2 separate regions of the Mus musculus genome follow, and region 1 is linked to region 2. The links are chromatin contacts, called in public promoter capture Hi-C maps. All regions are on one chromosome and are shown on one strand. Each heading gives the region's core, a stretch centred on a gene start, on an enhancer-like site or on the middle of the called end of the contact. The rest is flanking DNA. Distances are from core to core; before and after follow the strand shown.

Region 1 (4,596 bases), core at 1,735-4,234, 2.3 Mb after region 2:
TCAGTGCTAGCAGTACACGCATGAGGACCTGAGTCAAATACCTAGCATTCACATAAAAACAGGGCTTACAGTATGTATCGATGGCTTTGAGAAGGAGGCAGAGACAAGAGAGGCTTGCTGGCCAGCCAGGCCAGCTGAATCAGTTAGCTCTGGTTTAAAAAATAAGGCAGAGAGTGAGTGATAGAGAAGGCCTCTGGCCTTCACACAGAGCTATACACAAATGTATACACAAATTCACATGCACACATACACACACACTGAATATATACACAATACTTTTTTAAGAATATGGAAAATCAACAGGGTTTCTCATACCATGAGCAGACTAACATCACTTTGAAGGCCCAGTGTATGAAGATGGAGAGGGGAAAGGGGAGGAAAATATACCCATTAACAATTCAAATGGTAAACAACTTAAATGACAGTCACTCTAGAACCTTACTAGGTAGCAGAAAAATTGCAATATGACCAGGCAAAGAAATATGTATTTATCTAAAATTTGTTAAATGTCTAAGTTTAATAGGCAATTCTTGATCCCATTTATTCACTCCTTTGACCAACATATACTGTGACCCAGAGCTGAGGTCACAGATACCTGAAACTTATTTCTGCCCCCAGGGGCTCATAGCTTATTGTAAGGGACAGACGACCAAACAAATATGACTTGCAGCTCTATGACATGAGCTTGCCAGAGGTGATTTAAAATGCACAACGGGGACGACGTGCTGGACCTGAGGAAAACATGGGGTAATGGATGGGATTTTTCCCCGAAATGGAGACCTGAGGGAATAAATGATAAGAGCAATGAGTTAGAGGCAGGAAGACGAGACTATCAAGGTCATCCTGTGTTGCACAATGAATTTGAGGCCAGCCTGGCCTACGTGAGACCCTATCACACACACAGACACACACATCCAAAAAGTATGCATGGCTGGAGAGATGGCTCAGCAGTTAAGAGCACATATTGCTCTTACAGAGGACCTCAGTTACATTTCCAGCACCTAAGCACGTAGCTCACTATTTGCCTGTAACTCCTGCTCCAGGGGATCATGGCCTCTGGCCTTCCTTCTCAGGTACTTACAGTCATGCACTCACGTCCACATATGTCCACATAATTAAAAATTAAAAATCAAAAGAACGGATGGTGGTGGCACAGGCCTTTAATTTCAGCATTCGGAAGGCAGAGGCAGGTAGCTCTCTAGAAGATGGAGGCCAACCTGATCTACATAGTGAGTTTCAGAACAGCTGAGGCTATACACAGAAACTCTGTCTAGCAAAACTAGACAGGGATTGGGGGGAAGAAGATTTCTGTTAAACAACTAAACAACAACAATAAAAAGACAGAAAGAGGATGCAAAGGGAAAGTTATTATAAGGTGGAAGCATTTCTAGAAAATAGGGGGAAACTACAGCTGGTTCAAACTTAGTGTGCTTAGTTGAAAGATGGGGCAGGAAAAGTGTAACTTGAACCTGAAGAGCTTTCCTAGAGTTTGAACATTACAGTACTTTGGATTTTTAGGCCCACCTGTTTCCTTGTGTAAATCACTTGATCTCTGAGATCATCTGTATTTTCATCTATAAAACAGATATAATAGTGGTTAACCATACCTTGCATGGTTAAGTGAGCTGTAAGTGAGCTAATTTTGATATGCTGGTTTGAATAAGAATGCCCCCCATAGGCCCACTAGGAAATGGCTTTATTTGAAAGGATTAGAAGGATTAGAAGCCGGTGCACTGTTGAAGAACTTAAACCCAGTCATAATGTCTCCATTTAGAATTTGGAAGTAGCAAGTTACAGAAGTGGAAAGGTGACCATCAGTGTGGCTGAGAAGGTTAGGTAGACCCAGAACAGCCTCTAACCAAATTCAGAGCTTAAGAGTAGGGATCGGGGATTTAGCTCAGTGGTATAGCACTTGCCTAACAAGGGCTAAGGCCCTGGAGTCGGTCCTCAGCTCCAGAAAAAAGACAAAATAACAGAGGTTAAAGGTAGCTAGAGGGTGGAGGTATAGGTGCAGAAAGAGATTAAAAAAAAAAAAAGTTCAGTTGGAGACATGTTGAATGAGAAGCCATTGAAGATCAGAACAAGGAGAAGATCAGTATTTCAGAGGCCTGCATAGCTGACAGAGGAAACTAGCAAGACTGTCTGTGAAATGTACATAGAAAATGGAGAGAGTGCACCATAACCAATGAACACTGTTTGTTGTTACACAAGCTTCCCTCTCAACTCCCCAAGTGAGTGTGTCTTATTTTCTAATCAGATCCCTACTTGTTGATACTCTTTCTGCTTCTTATAAGGGCAATACATTTTCACTTTGCTTTCTTAGTGAAGGATGGGAAAATCTAGCGTCTTTCAAAACGATCTTTTGGGCGACCCCGAAACTCGAGGAAGTGGGTGAAAAGGGAAGGAATGAGGAAAAATATTTTTAAGAAAAGAAAAAGAGTCCGGGACGACCTCTAATCATTAAAGTTCCACCTCCCCACATCCTGCCACGCGCCGCTCTCCTGCGGCCGATATCGGACTCCTGATCGCAAGGTAGGACGGGAGATGTAGTCTTCGAGAACGACCAGGGTGGCACGATTCGAGAACTCAGTTTCCCAAGTGGCTCCTGAGGCGCGTGCGCAGATGGCTGCCCCAGCGAGTGGTAAACAGAGACGTCTGGCGGGGGCTGCTGCTTGGAGCAAAACAAAAGGGAAACCCGGGGGGCGGGGGGTGGGGGGGTCCGATAGGGGATTCAGTTCTGGAGTTGGGGAGGCTGGGGCCGCAAGAACCTTGACCCTCTCAAGAGTGACCTGGAGGGAAGAGGCGAGGGGAGGGAGAGCCAGGGGAGGGACAAGTGACGCCCGGGAGCGGGGCGTGGGGGAGGGCAGCGATCCGGGTGGAGGAAATTTGGGAGGAGTGTCCGGGGGGCAGCAACTTGAAAGGGGGAGGGAACTTCGCTGAGGAGACGTTCGGTGATGGGAGCGCAATGTATGAGGGGATACGGTGCCTCAGGTTTAAAAGAGCAGGAAGCTGAGTGAGAGGGTGCAGAAAGTGCCTTCGCTAGGCGGAGGTTACAGGTGGTGCCTCAGAGCGCTACTCTGAGGCTGCAGCCCGGACTCCGGAGGGGATCGGAGAACGGAGTGAAAGGGACAGTTTAGGAGCTAGAGTCCGGAGACGAGGGAGAAGTTCGTGACTTTCTGAGAACTGGAAAGAATGTGTTTCCCCCCTTGGGGGAGGCATGGTGAGGGACTGTGGCAGGCTCCACTGATCGCTGAGCTGCAGAGGTTCGACCCCACGTATGGATCCAGAGAATAAGAAGTCAGCCACAGGGGCTGCCGCGATCCTAGACCTCGATCCCGACTTCGAACCCCAGAGCCGTCCGCGATCCTGCACCTGGCCCCTTCCTCGACCAGACCTCGCTACGGAGCCACACGAACCGTCCGAGGTGGAGCCCAGTCTGGGACAGAAGGTACCCACGGAGGGACACTCCGAACCGATCCTGTTGCCCTCTCGGCTCCCAGAGCCGGCAGGGGGCCCCCAGCCGGGAATCCTGGGGGCTGTAACAGGTCCTCGGAAGGGAGGCTCCCGCCGGAATGCCTGGGGAAATCAGTCATATGCAGAACTCATCAGCCAGGCCATTGAAAGCGCCCCGGAGAAGCGGCTGACACTCGCCCAGATCTACGAATGGATGGTCCGCACGGTGCCCTACTTCAAGGACAAGGGTGACAGCAACAGCTCGGCAGGATGGAAGGTAAGTATGACTCCCTTACCTTCACGCCATCCACCCTTGGACCCCTCTAGTTACTCTCACTCCGGGGCCCCCCATTACCGCCTTTCCACCCCTTTGGAAAGCCCAAAGATCCACCTTTAATCTTCAGTTAGACAGGCATTTACTTAGTACATAGTATATACCACACTCTGAGCAGCTTGAAGCAGGAGGATCGGAGATGAATAAGACACTGTCCCTGCTCTGAGGAAAATCGAATTCTCTACTCGCTACTCAGCACTTTGGCTTGAGCTGCTCCAAACATTTATTCCCACAGAGAAGTCTTTATCCTATGTACAGCAGGAACTGTGTGGATTCTCCACCGGCACCTAGCCTTCCCTCCTCCCTCCCCTCCCACCCAACACCTTTTGGCCCATTCCTGCGGGATTACTCGGATTCCCTGCTCGCCTCCCAATACCTCAGTGAACAGAACTGTTCTACGATTGCTCTGCCCAAGAGGGAGTGGGCGGTGAAGGGGGGCAAAGTGGTTGGTATCCATGGGGAAAGGTAGCGACCTTGTGCACTAAGGAAAGAGGCCCGCAAGCTGCTATCTGCCTCAGTTTACCTTCTCCTGACGAAAATCCTTCCTTGTAAGGCGCTCTCCAAACTCACGGGGAAAGTCTTTGTTCAGGAATACTACTCATGGAGAAAGGAGGTATCATATAGCTTTGACTTTCGAGTCCAAGTTGGTCCTTGGTCTTTCTTGAAGAAACTGGGAAGATCTCAAACGGTAACTCTGAAAACTTCGCCAGAGAAATACGGACTCTAATCACAAAACTAAGGAGGGTTCAGCCCGTATCCATGCCTTGTATCTCTCTCTGTAGGTGGTTTGTGTTAGTGTACCAAGTACA
Region 2 (4,826 bases), core at 1,984-4,483:
ATCTTGATGTCTCAAGTGTTAGGCTTACAGAAATATATACACCCATTCCTAACTTTGATCTGCTTTTGAAACAGGGTCTCTTGTAGTTCAGGCTAGTCTCAAAGTCCTTATGTTGTCCCTATGGAATTGAAGATGGTCTTGAATTCCTACCTTCATGTCCTGAGTGTTAAGATTACAAGTGTGTGCCACCATGCCTGGCCTCTGACTTATGACTATTATTTTCTAAGAAAATATTTTCTCAAAGTTTTTCAGTTAATTTTATAGTTTATAGTTATATATTATATGGTCTTGAAAATATAGAACTAATATGATTCTCCATACTTGCTAGACAAAATATTAATCTGAATTCTAGTACTTGCAAAGTTTCTAAGCAACTTTTGCTTGTCCTACAAATCCTGCTACCCTGCAGATTCACCTGTTCCGACAGAGAGTAGACAGACCGGAAGCATAGTAAGGAATAGTGAATATTGGAAGTGTAGCTTAATAGCATGCTTGAGACCCCACCCTACATCTAATGTGTAGCACTGCAGAAGGGTATAGTGGCCTACACCTGCTCGCACTCCAGAGACAGAGAAAGAAGGGTCAGATGTTTGAGGTCATCCACACAACATAAGGAGTTTGAAGCCAGACTGAATAAGAGACCCTGTCTCAAAACCAATAAAATATAGCTGACATAGGATACTGGATTCGTTTAGTACTTTGGGAAGATAACATTTTGATGAAAACCAGAAAGTTTCTATTTTAAGAGTTTTTATGCCACCCTTGTTTTTCACAACCTTTCTTTTGTCAACTCAAAGCATCACATCCAGCCAGTATCACTTAGTTAACTGAGAACAGGGAACACCAAGAGTTTGAAATAATCCTTAGGTATCCTGAAAATGTCTTGGCTTGTTTTATGGCCTTTCCTTCTCTTAACTCAGCATCAATGACATTTTTAAAGAAAGGTAAAGATGCTAAGAGTTGAGGTTAGAGATGAAAACTGGGTTGCAGGTGGGGGGGGGGGGGAACTAATGTTGGAGGCTGGCAAGAAACTAGAAGTTACCAATGGAAGTAGGAAGGAACTTGAGTGAATGGATAAGTGTGGGAGACATGGGAGAGGGGTAGCAGGAGGAAGGATTAGGATGGAGAGCCTAAGGCTGTCCTTGAAGCAGTTGTATAAGACATTTTTGCTGTTGTTATAATTGGTTTGTAAGAGTCTGTCTGTGTACCCCAGGATGATCCTGCCACCCCTTAGTGATATCATTCCTAGCTGCCCTGGGCTGTCGTGCCTTGCATGCCTCTTGTAATTAAAATGAGTTCATATCAACTAGCCTAAAAGATTTAAGAGGAGGTCTTGCCAAGTAGCCATGACCGGCCTGAACTTTTCTATGTAGACTAGACTGGCTTCAAAGTAGCAACAGTCTTCCTGCCTTTGGGACTCCAAGCAAGCACCACAGCCCTGGCAAAGCCTCAACTCTGTTATCACTTCCACGAGTGTTTGTTTAAGGACTGAAATTTTACTTGGTTTGAAGGAGAATTACTGTACTAATATTTAAGTAAAATAACTAATAGCCATCCCCAGAAGCTTATTCTGGGAAGTCTGGCTTTCCACAGTCCACGTATCTCCTCCTCCCATCTATTCCCTGGGTTCCTTTCTGAATTACCTATCCAAATATATAAAGCAGTGCATTTTACTGCATAGGGAGAATGTTGATGATGCCAACAATGGCTCTCTTGTTTGACCTCACTGGAGCCTTGGGTAAGAGGTGAGTCAGAGCAACCAGGAGTCAGAAACATCTTGATTGTTTGCCAGGATGAGGTAGGGGTGAAAGTTGGTCCCGGCAGGGGTGGTTTTTTTGTTGTTGTTTGTTTGTTTTAACTTTTTCTTTTTTTTCTTTTTCTTTCTTTCTTTTTTTTTTTTTTTTTTTTTTTGGTTACAGTAGCTGACTCCTACCCATTCCCCGCCTACTACCCACCCCAGGAGCCTCTACTGATCAAGGACATTTTCAGTACTTGCCACCAAGTAGCTTAGCAACTTCAAAGTTGTAGTGGTTTTGGGAAGTTAGTGGAGTGAAGCTCTCCCACTTGATAGGAGATGAAAGAGAGAATAATTGTGCAGGACCTGTGGGGAGACAATACAAAGGTTTGAGGATTTGAAGGAGATGGAAGCTGGCTATGAAGCTCAGGGAACTAGTAAGGCAAGGACGGCAGTAGACAAGGGGATCAGGTTCTTCAACTTGAAGTCGGAGGCCTTTTTCTTGGGGACACGAGGAATGGCACTTCAGAGCCACTTCTGGTGAACTGGTTCTGTCAAGCGCTGCTAGTCTCAGCTGCTTTCAGATGGTCCTAGTTGGGCGCGTTTTGGATCCACAGTGCTCCGCTTTGCTCCGCAGTGGCGCTGGTGGTGGGATAGCCTACTCTCAGCTGGGTGCGGTTAGGTTCGGTTGGGATCGACTGGGCGCCATTGGTCTCGGCAGCGCTTGGCTGAACGCCGATGCGTTCGACTTCGTTTGTCTGGGCTCGGCTAGGTGTGGCTCTGTGCCGCAGGCCACCGCTGGCTGCGTTCAGATAGGTTCAGCTGTGCGCTGCTGGGCTCGGCTGCATTCGGCTGTGATCCGACTAGGTTCGGCGGTGCCCGCTGGGCTCGGCTACGTTCGGCTACACTCGGCTGTGATCCGACTAGGTTCGGTGGTGCACGGCTGGGCTCGGCTGCGTTCGGCTTTGCACCGACTAGCTTCGGCTGTTCGCCTCTGGGCTCGGCTGCGTTCGGCTGTGTCAGGCTGTGATCAGACTAGGTTCGGTGGTGAGCGGCTGGGCTCGGCTGCGTTCGGCTGTGAGCCGACTAGGTTCGGTAGTGCGCTGCTGGGCTCGGCTGTGTTCGGCTAGGTTCGGCTGTGCACCTCTGGGTTCTGCTACGTTCGGCTGGAAGCCTCTGGGCTCGATTGTGTTTGGCTGTGCACCGCTGGGTTCGGCTAAGTTCGGCTGTGCATTGCTGGGCTTGGCTGAACGCTACTGGGCTCCGCTAAGTTTAGCAGGAGCCTCTGGGCTCCATTGGGCTCGGCTTCATTCGGCTAGGTTTGGTTGTGTGCCTACTAGGTTCGGCTGGGCGCCTCTGAGCGCCATTGTATTCCGCTGTGCGTTGCCGGGCTCTGCTGTGTCCGGCTAGGTTCGGCTGTGCACCTCTGGGCTCTGCTAGGTTTGGCTGGGAGCCTCTGGACTCGATTGTGTTTGGCTGTGTACCGCTAGGTTCCGCTAAGTTCGGCTAAGTTCAGCTAGGTTCGGCTGAATGCCACTTGGCTCGGCTAAGTTTGGCTGGGGCCTCTGGGCTCGATTGGGTTCGGCTGAGCATCACGGGGCTCGATTGGGTTCAGCTGAGCATCACTGGGCTCCATTGGGTTCGGCTGGGAGTTTGCTGGAGCCTGGGGCACCGCTGGGCGAGCCGGCGCTTCTAGCCTGCACTCTCAGTGGGCGTGGAAGGCGGAGCGCCCCCTAGCGAAACTGCGTCCCCAAACAGTGAGCAAATAGGCTCGCGCTCGAGCCTCGGAGGCTACCGGAGCACCGGAACTCGGCTGGGCGCCGCAGCAGCCAGCCTCAGGCGCCGGCGGTGACGCCGTCTTAACGCGACCGCGCGCTGACCAGCCCCGGTCTCCACGTCTCAGGTTTCGCAGAGACGCATGGGAGGGGAGCAGTTGGAGGTTTATCAAGATGGCGGAAGCGGAGGACTCTCCGGGAGAACAGGAGGCAGCGGCATCCAAGCCCCTGGTGAGTTAAGAGGACAGTGGCAGAAGGGACTGAGGGCGAGGCAGAGCTCCCGGGAAGCGAGTCGGGAAGGCTTCGGGATCAGAGAGCCAGAGCTTCTTGGCTTTGCAGGCCCTTGGCGTCTACAACCAGCTGACACTACACCTGGTCTTTGAGTTAGCTGCATCTCCCTTCCATTCGCTGGCCTTCTGTGCCTTTCTGAGACTCTCCGCTGTCTGTCCACACTCTAGGGGTTCTTTGACAGTGAGTTAAATGCCGAGCTTGGAGTGGTTTCTGAAGTATCCTCTATCGCTGTCATTTATCACGACTTGTCACCAGTCATTGTGAAGTACTACACAAGTAATGAAACTGCTTCTCACAGGACGTTGTCGTTTTATTGGTTGTAACCGGAACCTTTACTTGCCCGGTGGGTGACTCAAAGCAGCTAATTATTATTTGCAGGTGCTTGCTATCCCCTTCATGACACATATGTCACTAAGAGCCACCAATACTGCTTTAAGAACACTGGCTTCACAGTTAACCCCATGTGAGCTAGAGTGCATTCGCACTGAAGCTTTTGTGAGTTTGAGCATTTCGTTTCAGTGAAGGGTGTTTTTGACTCTTAAACTGAAAAGAAGGTACCTGCCTTTAAAATGGCATAACTTCTATGAAGTGCCTAATACAGTCATGAGTGGAGGAGTATAAGGAAGTCGTTGTTACGCCCTGTCGTTCTTCTTCCCAAACAGTATTTGCTTATATACTGTTTGCTCAGTAACTGCTTTCATTTCTTTTGTTTTAAATTGGCAGCGTAACAGAGAACTGAACTGAGAGGCAAGGGAACTTGGTTCAAGTCCCAGCTCTTCTGCTTACTAGCTCTATTTGTTCATCTCTTCAGCAAAAATATTTCTCGAGCATCTAGAGTGTTCCAGGCAGTCTTTTAGGCACCAGGAATGAAACTGTAAAGGAGGATATTGAATCTGGGGCTGGAGCTCAGCGGGAAAGAGAGTGCATTACATACGTAAGACCCTTTCGGTCCAATCTCCAGCACTGAAGGGATAAGGTCATTTGGGCCATCTTATGGATCAGTTGTGACCCTGAGTAAAGTCTCT

Evidence for each region. Promoter capture Hi-C pulls out the DNA fragments that hold promoters and counts their contacts.
Region 1: a contact with region 2 is called in a promoter capture Hi-C map of liver, with 4 times the contacts expected there. The contact joins the promoter of Foxo4 here to the promoter of Yipf6 in region 2. A contact is called at or near these places in 3 of 39 promoter capture datasets (cranial neural crest, liver and pre-B cells) and 1 of 9 other capture datasets (liver).

What each region holds. Positions count from the first base shown.
Region 1 is chrX:101,251,544-101,256,139 of GRCm38.p6, forward strand. Foxo4 (forkhead box O4) reads left to right here and starts at 2,985. Exons shown (of 3, transcript NM_018789.2): 1 at 2,985-3,730. The coding sequence starts at 3,278.
Region 2 is chrX:98,934,548-98,939,373 of GRCm38.p6, forward strand. Yipf6 (Yip1 domain family, member 6) reads left to right here and starts at 3,234. Exons shown (of 7, transcript NM_207633.2): 1 at 3,234-3,741. The coding sequence starts at 3,685.